Regions from separate parts of the Anas platyrhynchos genome. Here region 2 is linked to region 1. Evidence: chromatin contacts called from public Hi-C data. All regions are on one chromosome and are shown on one strand. The core of a region is the stretch at or near the end of the contact, and the rest is flanking DNA. Distances in the headings are between cores, read along the strand shown.

Evidence for each region. A called contact is a pair of places that touch in the nucleus more often than the background predicts.
Region 2: a contact with region 1 is called in a Hi-C map of subcutaneous adipose tissue, with 2.2 times the contacts expected there. The contact joins the promoter of DMXL1 here to the promoter of HSD17B4 in region 1. A contact is called at or near these places in 2 of 8 Hi-C or Micro-C datasets (liver and subcutaneous adipose tissue).

Annotation. Positions count from the first base shown.
Region 1 is chrZ:67,230,855-67,235,692 of IASCAAS_PekinDuck_T2T, forward strand. HSD17B4 (hydroxysteroid 17-beta dehydrogenase 4) reads right to left here and starts at 2,360. Exons shown (of 24, transcript XM_027446356.3): 1 at 2,202-2,360. The coding sequence starts at 2,259.
Region 2 is chrZ:67,400,908-67,406,332 of IASCAAS_PekinDuck_T2T, forward strand. DMXL1 (Dmx like 1) reads right to left here and starts at 3,733. Exons shown (of 44, transcript XM_072031715.1): 1 at 3,513-3,733. The coding sequence starts at 3,599. It overlaps LOC119714390 (a long non-coding RNA gene), which reads left to right and starts at 3,852. Exons shown (of 4, transcript XR_005261554.2): 1 at 3,852-4,658.

The DNA.
Region 1 (4,838 bases), core at 1,110-3,609:
CAGAAGAACCATCAGGGAAAGCTACCTGCCGCTGTCTTTGTGTTTGTGACAGAAAAATATATTGGTAAAGCAGAAAATTTAATGTCTTGACACAGCTTTGCAGGAGGGGATGTTTCAAGTTAATTAATTACATTCCAAGTGAATAAGACACTTTCCTGGTTAAAGTTAGTCTTTGAGATTTGAAGAAGAAACTTACAAAACAACAAAAAATAATTAACTGTGACAGAAGATGTAGTGACAAAATTCCTCCGAGTATTTCAGTACAAAGGAATCACCTAGTACCACAGCTACCCAAACACATACATAGTTTACCTACTGTAACAGTAGAATGTAATTTTTACCTCACATACACAAGCAAGACTTTTGCACCTTTATTCTGATTTACATTCTAGGTGTGTTAAACACTAGTTACTTGCAGTAACAAACCATTTACTCACACAGATATTATTCACTGAATCAGTCAAAAATCACTATTGAAATTCACGATGAAGATTTCAAACTAAGATTTGAATGATCAAAAGATGATAAAAAACAAAACCAGAAAAAGGTTTCTCATGTATTTCTCAATAGTAGCTATTTGTCCCTCCCCAACACATTCAATGCCATTTCTCAAAGGAAAAAAAAAAGAACGTCAGAACTGTTTAGACTGTTTTGAAATACACTAAACTCACAACACCAATTTTGAACTTTCCTTAAGGCTCCTGTGAGCCTCTGCAAGGGATAGTAACACTTGAGGTGCGTGTACTGCTTGATATAAACAAGGCCCCAAAAGAAAACTTTTTTTTGAAAAGCCAAATGATTGAGGTTTACAGATCCAGGTAATGTGCCAGTGCTCTCAACTGGCAAAGCTCATCTCAAAATAAAATATATATAAATAAATATGTAGTTTGAATTGCAGAAACAATGACAGTGCTGCATTACAGGCAAGTACAATGTATTCTTCATAGGCGATTTGCCCAAAGTGAAAGCTATCGTATTTTTAGATGCCTGTCTATGCAAAAACAGGTCTCACTTTGAAACAAAGGGATCAGCAATACAAATAAATTCCCAGCTCTCATGTGTTCACTGACATTCAAAAAAAAGTCAACAAGCAATGCTATTAGCGGTATATACTAACTACCATGTTGTAAACTAGATGGAAGCAAACTAATAACTAACATGAAGTTAACAGAGCTTCCCTTTATTTAATCACCTATTCGTCAAAAAAAAATTGCTGTGAAATAAGACATACAACGACAGTTTTCTCTATCAACAAACCATTTTCGATCAGCCTAAAACTAGAAATGCAAGGGTGTAAGGGTCACGATAGCCATGCTTATGACAAGCGATTTTTGCCCCATGTGCTGGTTTCTGGAAGTTTTGTTATTGACACAGGTTTTTGTTTATTTGTTTCGCTATTACCTAAGAAATTAACATCTACTTCAGTAACATTTGCTGTCTAGCAAGAAGCACATCAGTACAGGTCCGGGAAAAGCAGAAAAGCATCACACAAAAACCTGGCCTCAATGTCTCTTGAGGAGAAAGCGACAAGTATCGGCCAAGTGACACCCAAGTGACATGAATCTGACCACTCAGTGCTTTCCACAGAATTCCTCATTCCTCATCCACAAGACATGTGGTGCACAGGGACATGGTTTAGGGGGTGGTAGGGGGTGGCTGGACCAGATGATCTGGGAGGTCTTTCCCAGCCCTAATGGTTCCCTATCAGTTTGGGGCCCAGAAACGAGTTCTTGGTATGTGCTCACAGCTCCACAAAGGCATAAAAAAAAAAAAAAAAAAAAAAAAAAAGGGAGGAGTTCACTGTGGAAACACAGCGTGCCCTCGGAGGGTTGTGGAAAACAACCAAAACTCCTCCAGCAGCTGAGAACCACCCCAAACTTCGCACTCCCAGATGGCCATCACGGAGCTGCCCGGGTCAAGGCGCGGCTCTCGGGGCAGCCGCACGCCCCCGAGCTCCCCTCCCGGCCGGGGAGCGGCCAGCGGGCCACCAACATCGGGACGGGACGGGACGGGACGGGACCGCAGCCCCCCGGGCAGCCCAGGCACCTGCCGCCGCCGCCCCGCTCCCTCCCTCCCTCCCCGCCTCAGCTCAACGCGCTGCTCACGCCCGGAGCCGCTCGCACACAGCCGCGGCCGGGCCCTCGGCAGGGCCCCGGGAGCCCCCCGCTGCCACCAGCAACGCCCCCGGGGCCGCCGCTCACCTCCTCCGGCGCCGGTGACCAGCACCACCCGGCCGTCAAACCGCAGCCCCGCCGCCATGGCGCTGCGCTGCGCTGCCCGCACCCGCCGCCGGGACGGCCCCGCTGCGGGCAGGGCTCGGGGACGGGGATGGGGCCGGAGGGGGCGGTGTCGGAGGGGGCGGGGGAACCAGGCCGCCGCCGCCTTCTGGGAAATGTAGGCAACGGCGGGGGTGCTTCAGATCGAAAAATAAAGTGGAATAGATCACGTTTTTTTCTCCCAGATGTGCTCAGTGTGTGTGTGTGTCTCTTGTCCTGGCACTAGGCACCACTGGAAAGAGCCTGGCGCTGTCCTCTTTGCTCTTTCCCTTCAGGTATTTCACAGAATCACAGAATTTCTAGGTTGGAAGAGACCTCAGGATCATCGAGTCCAACCTCTGACCTAACACTAACAGTCCCCACTAAACCATATCGCTAAGCTCTACATCTAAACGTCTTTTAAAAACTTCCAGGGATGGTGACTCCACCACCTCCCTGGGCAGCCCATTCCAATGTCTAACAACCCATTCGGTAAAGAAGTTCTTCCTAATATCCAGCCTAAATCTCCCCTGGTGCAACTTTGACCCATTCCCCCTCGTCCTGTCACCAGGCACATGGGAGAACAGACCAATGGACATCTCCCTTGGCCTTCTCTTCTCCAAGCTGAACAGTCCCCACTCTCCCAATCTTCCCTCACAGGTGATGCACTCCAGTCCCTCCATCATCTTTATAGCCCTTCACTGGACTCTCTCCCATATATCCATGTTCCTTACACTAAGGTGCCCAGAACTGGACCCATCGCTCCAACGGTGGCCACACCAGTGCTGCGTAGAGGGGAAGGATCACCTCCTTCCACCCGGTGGTAATGCTTAGCCTAATGAAGCCCAGGATACCATTAGCTTTCTTAGTGCCAAGGGCACACACTGTCTGCTCATGATTAATTACATGTCCACCAGGACCCCTAGAGCCTTTTCTGCTAAGCTGCCTTCCAGAAGGGTAGCCCCCAGCATAAAATTATTAGGGTTGGAAAAGACCTCCAAGATCAGCTGGTGCATCCATCACTTTACTACCAACATCACCCACTAAACCATGTCCCTAAGCACCATGTCCAACCTTTCCTTAAACACCCCCAGGGACAGTGACACCACCACCTCACTGAGCAACCCATTCCAATGCCTGACCACTCTTTCTGAGAAGAAATGTCTCCTCATTTCCAACCTGAACCAACCCTTGCACAACTTGAGGCCATTCCCTCTAGTCCTCTCAAGAGTTCACTCTACTGAGACCTGGGGTTAACATCAGCCCAGTACATGGGCCTCTCTGGGAAAGTTTATCTAAGAATGGGTAAAAAGCACTGTGTAACTGCTGCAGGAGAGATGAGAGAAAAACATGCAACAGAAACCACAGTCAGTGAAGAAGGAGGTGGTGCTACAGAGCAGGCCCTGCAACCTTTAGAGAGGAACATGATGATGCAGGTTGTCCTCCTACAGGCTGTGGAGGACCACGTTGGAGCAGATAACCATACTGCGGCCCATGGATATGGCATAAAGGAAGCTGCAGCCCTTGGAGCCTACATGGGAGCAGGAACTGTGGGCCATGAGGGACTCACACCAGAGTGGTCTGTTCCTGATGGACTGTATCACATGAGAGGGACCTCATGCTGGAGCAGGGAAAAAGTGTGAGAAGAAAGGAGCAGCATAGAGGAATTGCTAAGGACTGACTGAAATCCCCATTCCCCAACTCCTGCTCCAGCATGGGGGTAGAGGTAGAAGAGTCAGGAGTGAAAGAGTGGGGTTGAGCCTCAGAAGAAAAGGTGGAGGATAAGGTATTTTTAATATTTTTAATAACTTTTAAATAATTTTTAATAATTTTTTGTTTCTTTGTTTCTCAACATACTACTCTATTTAAGAATGAAAAAAAAAAAAAAAGTCTTCCCCAAGTCATCATTTTTTCCAATGACTGGTAAGTGATCTTCCTGTTTTATGTCAACACACAAGATTTTTGGTCTTACTTTGTCCCCTGTCCTGTTGAGGAGAACAGCTGGGTGGGTATCTGGCAGCTGATCAAGGTCAACCCACCACAAAGGCTTCGGTTCAGGAGAGGGAAATGTTAAGTCTGTGAATCTAGGTTCTCCAAGAATCAATGCCATGAAAACATATCAGTTTTAGGGAACAACTTTTAACTTCCTATATTTCCACATCTTAGAAATTGCTTTTTTCCTCAGAAATCACAGTGACCATAATGTGGTCACACTCACAGCTTTCAGATTTTTTACAGCCAACCTGATCAAAGCTTACTTATTCACAGATAGCAAACTGCTAAGTTAAAACAGAGATTGAAAAGTTTTATTTTTGTTTTCCTCATTCCATTCATAAATTGATGGTCTGCCATACTTTATTGAAATTCAGAGTAAATACGTTTGAATGAAGTTTTTCATTTCCAGTTTCATTTTCCATTCCACAAAATTTATTTACTTTAAACAGTTTGCTAACATCCATCTTCTATGGGTATGCCTCATTGCTATGGAAAGTCAGTTTAAAGAAATCCATCAGCTTCACTGGGCTCAGGTCATAAAAGAATTTCATATAAACATTAACTATATTTACTTCTAAATAACCCTGA
Region 2 (5,425 bases), core at 2,483-4,982, 170 kb after region 1:
CTATTCTATTAAAAATATATTTCAGGCAGACATTCATACTACTATTTTCAGCATGGTCCCTTTGCCCCCCCATCACATATTGAGGGTGATATGTCTTAAAAGTATAAACCAAAAAAGCAAGGAAACAGAAACATAAGCCATCAGTTAAAAAAGAGACTATGTACTCTGCATGCAAGTTTTAATATTGAGAGTATTGCATTTAAATATCTAATTTAAAAAATACTTTTAGATAAGAAAAGTAATTACATTCAAGAAATACTCTTACCTGGGGAAAAAGTTTTTTTAATCTATGGACAGTATTTAAAATAATACAGTTCTCCAAGTGGTGAATTGATTGGCCATGCACTTAGAAACAAGGCCTACTGAAACTGCACTTTTCATTGAAAAGGTTCAGCTGTGTTGTTTTTTTTGTTTTTTTTTGTTTTTTCCCAAGTTTAGCTCAATTAAAAATATTTAATTTCTTAAGTTCAGAATAGGTTAACTAGGACATAGACAAAAAATAGTATCAAAAAAGCTTCCTTCCCTTGTCTAAGTTACAATCAAGAGGCAGGTGCAAAGAGTCTAACTTCTCAGAGGCTCTTATGACTACTCAGTTAAATTTCTTGACTATAGTTACCCATGAAGTTATAAATACTTCATGGGTAACTATATGGGTTATAAATAAAAATGTTAAATACTTTCTAGACAGTCTAGCAACAATTTTACTGAGCCTGCTTTTGTTTATCAAACAATTTTATGAAGCTGGAAATCTCTACTTCATAATGCTATCCAGCATCTTTGGAAAAATTGAGTGTGGTCTTATTCAAACTACTCAAAAAAAAAAAAACAAACCACATTTTTCAAATGTTCTCTAGCTAACATTTTAATTTCACAGTTTTGTCAGTCATACAAAACAAGTCTCAGGTCCAAGATGACTTAAACTACACACACACGCGCAGGAAATCTGTCCAAGAAGATTCTGCTTGCATTGACCTATGCAATTTATTTATCTTTCCCAATTTTTTGCCCCTACAAGCAACAACCCTTTTACAGCTACCACGACGAGTCCTAGGACATGTGCTTGTAATGTTCCTGTTGCTGATAGTGACTTTTCTCCCCTTCTGATATTTTTTGTTAAAAAAGAATCCAGAAAAAAAAAGTCACGAAAGCAGAACTGAATAAGGAAACACGCACAGAGCAAATCAATCACTAGAAGTGTTATCAGTATTGATTACCTAATAGCTTCTACACAACTTCCATAAAAACTACTATAGCCGTATCCTAAGTATGTGAGCATTAACTTATGAATTTAGGAATCAAATGTTTTCAGGTATGAAATACTCCACATCTGAAAACAAAGAAAGTAAAGGATGCTTTCCACTGCAAATAAAACGATTACATTTCAGGAGAAGCACATCAAGAGCAAATGGATACATTCTAACTTCTGTAGGCCAAGTTCTTTATACTCATAAGCATACCAGATGTTACTATCACATATTCTCAATAGATAAATAACAGGAATACTTCCTAAGTTATCTTGATCCTTATGAGCCTTTTCTATATATGAATAAAAGGCATACCAAAAACTCTTTATCAGAGTTCCCTCTAAGAAAGCTTAAGCTCCAGTTGTCACATCAGATCCTAAAAAAGAAATCCAGAAAAATGAAAGACAGAACCTCTGCCACCTGCACACCATGAGGACAAGTACCTCACATGCCAGTTTAAAACCAAACCAGGTGTTTTCAGAAAGGTTCATACAATTCACTGTGTATAGGTACCCCTACTAATTTGATCTCCAACTTTAAAGTTAATAAAAACCTATTATTTTCAGCTTAAAATTTAACGTTTTAAAGCTTTTTCACCTTCAGTCATATATTCAGTACAAGTGTGCACGCAATATTCGGGACAACACCATATATAAAAAAATCGAGGTACTGCAGAACAAGTTATCTTGTCAGACAATGACAACTCTCCCCAGCTTCAGTACAGCATCCTGACACATCAACTCCTGTGTTTCCAGTCTCTCTGACCAAAAACTCACAGATGTTTGATGAGATGTTTTTATTATTATTGAGTACTGATATATGATTCAATAGTTTTTATACTTGTTAATGCTTACATCTTGATTTCAGATGCAGGAAAAGAACTGTCAATTTTCCTATTGGATTTTCTAAAGGTTCAGTCCACCATTTCCAGGAAAAGGAATTAGATGTAGTACCTTTCACTTGTTAATGTTTCTGAGCATTGTAGTGACTTTAACATGGTGTTATAAAACAAGTAACAACAGGAAAAAAAACAACAACAAGCCCAAGATATTTCTGTTGTCAGTTTTAAACCTGAGGAAAAGGAATCTATTAATAACCTTCTGAGCAAAAGGACAAAAACCAAGATGAATGTGTCTATAGGAAACACTGTTACTATATTTATGTCAAAACAGATCTTGGGAACAACAGACCAATAGAAACAGGGAAAGCCGCACTCTCCAGTGGTTCCTTTCTCCCCAAAGAGAGATCCTCACCCCTTTTATCCATCAGGAAATCCTGACACTTTCTGGAAGTTAGGCTGTAGTAGGAGAGAGCTCTTCAGTGACACCGATAACTCGACCTCCTTCTCCCCAAGAAGGAACTTCTTGAGCTTCCCATTTGGACACCACATATCGAAACCTTTCCAGCACTTCACTGTACGCTAAACTTTGCCGCCTCGCTACGGCATTTCCCTACCACCTGTGGGTCTCAAACACTTCTGAATACATGAAACCAGAAGATCCAGCACAGTGGGCACGGGAAGCCACAACTGCTCCAGCTGCAGAAGGCTCCCAACATGAGCTGCCTTACAGCGGGGGGCTTTAGGGGAGCAGGCACAGCACTGACAAGGCCAGACCGGCTCCTCGAAGCCAACCCACGGGGAGCAGCGTGAGGGCAGGTGGCCCAGGACCCGTGAGGGTGCCCCGGCCCCCCTTCCCGTGCTGGCAGGGCACGGTGACATCCGTGAGCAGCGAGGAGAGGCAGGCTCAGCTCCTGCACCTCCATTTACCGCTGCCCTATCGGGCTCCGCACACGGCACAGCGACCAGAGGAAAACACGACTAAAAACAGCCGAGTTTTCGCTCATTTCGCTCCTCGTTTTCGCCTGAAGAGGAGAGGCAGACAGGGAGGGGGCATTTTGGAAGGGAAGGGGGCGGGGAGGGCACCCCCTGCACAGGCAGAAAACCCAAAACAAGAGGGAAAAGAGGAGGAGGGTGGGGGGGGGACACGGGGACAAGGCTGACACGGGGCAATGCGGGACCCCCCGGCCGGCTGCGGGGCGCCCCCCCCGCGAAGGTCGCGCCTGAGGGGCGCCGTTTATATAACAGCCGGGCGGCCACCGCCACCACCACGGCCACCACCACGGCCACCAGGGCCACCACCACCAGGGCCACCCCCATCTTCACGTGCGGTGCCCCGGCACGGCTCGCTGATGGCGGCCGCCCCCAGCCCGGCTGCCCCGCAGGTGCAGCGGGGAAGGTGCCCACCTCCCCGCCCCCCCCGGACTCACCGTGAAGGGCTGCCCGTGCAGGCTCCCCACCGAGAAGCAGTTGTCCCCCGGGTTCACGGCCCCCGTCAGCACCTGGTGCAGGTTCATGGCGACACGCAGGCGCCCGGCGCTGCCGGGACGCCGCCGCTCGGCCCTCCCTCGTCCCGCGGGCGGCGGCGCAGGAGGAGGAGGAGGAGGAGGAGGAGGAGGAGGAGGAGGCACTCAGCGTGGGGTGGAGTCTCCTCGGCGGGGCGGCGACAGCGGAGCAGCGCCCCCTACCACCCGCCTCGCCGCCCGCCCGCCACTGACTGCCGCCACTGACCGCCCGCCGCCTCGGCGCGCTTGGCTCTCGCGAGAGGCGGCCGGGATCTCGCGAGATTCCTCCCGCCGCCGGGCGGCCATCAGCCGCTGCGCATGCGCGCCGCGCCGGCCCTGAGGTGGTCGGGGTCTGTCAGAGCGGGCGGGGGGCGCCTCACGCCTCGCTGCGCCCGTCCCCGTCCCCGTCCCCTGTCAGGGGTTTGGGGCCGCCCGGCCCCGTGTCCCAAAGCAGCATCAGCGCTGTTGGGGCCGTCGTCCTCCCCCGTGAACCGCAGCGCCCGCAGTGACTTGCATTCTCTCGTTCCGGGGAGTGGTGCAAAGTCCGAGTCGCCCCTCACTATAATAATGCACTATGTAATGCACTGCTGCTGCAGAGTTTTATGCAAATAAACGAAAGATTTCTCTTATCTCGTCTTCTGACGTGACGAAAATTCACATTTTTCACTGTGTGTACATAGACATCCCCTCAAAGGGCCACGTTTCTTATGCTAGAGATAGACTTCTGTCACCCTAATCACTTATTTTGTTTGGGAAGGGATCAAAAAGCTTATCAAATTACCAGTGAGTCCAACCAAATTGATCTTATCCTTGCCAGGAGCAACGCTCACAAACAGATAATTTTATCCTTCTTTCAACTGCAGAATCTGATAGAGCAACCCTATGGATTTTTAAGGTAACAAAAATTTTCACTGGTCCTGAGCAAGAAAGTGAACTGTGGCTGAGCCCTGTCAGGAGCCCCCCCCTTGCCATCCCCTTCTGGGCCCAGGCGGTGAACCAGCCCAGCCGTGGTTGCAGCCAGCCGATACTCCTTCCCCAGAGGATGGTTCCAGAATATGCCGGACAGAAAAGGTCAGAAATCCTGCAGAACTACCTCGTTACTCCACAGGAGTAAAATGCATACGATCTGCAGCACGGCAAGGTACCAGGGTGACAGCAGAAAGCAATCCCAGACCTCAGTCTGATGAAGAATTCAGGAAGAAGGGGAAATTTAGAACACTAATTTAAAAAAAAAAAAAAAAGTAAAAGCAAAAGTTTCCCTGATAAGTGCTGTTTAACCTACATCTAATTACAACATAGTATGGTATGTTTACAGCTGACATACCCAAACATGCTGATATGGCAAGAAAATAAGGAACCTCTCATTTCCTTTCTATTTAGATTTGGTCTTTTTGACTGCAGATTAGTTTGTTTGCTTTATTGTGTAACAGAATGGATGTTGCCTTTTTCTTCTCTTTTGTGACAGTGAGAGCCTATACAATGGCCTGTCAGGCACATACTTCCCATATTCTGGCTCCCACCCCACCACCTTCCCCTTCCCACCCTTTGCTGTCAGCGGTCAGCTTTTGCACGCGAGCTGTCACTCTATGCTGCCAATCCCTGAAGCTGCTGCTGTGCATCTTCCACTTCTCAGCCTGGGGAACAGCAAGGGCAGCCACCAGAAGTGGGGCTTGTGCACACTTTCCTCCATGCGGTGCCCCATCTCACTTCTCCTGCAACATCTGTGAATTCAGCTACAGACAGAATATGTACAGTATGTTTTGTTATATCAAAGTGAATGCATTGTTTGGCACTAATAAATTTCAGCTCCGGCCTGTGCGTTGTCATGCTACAGGAAA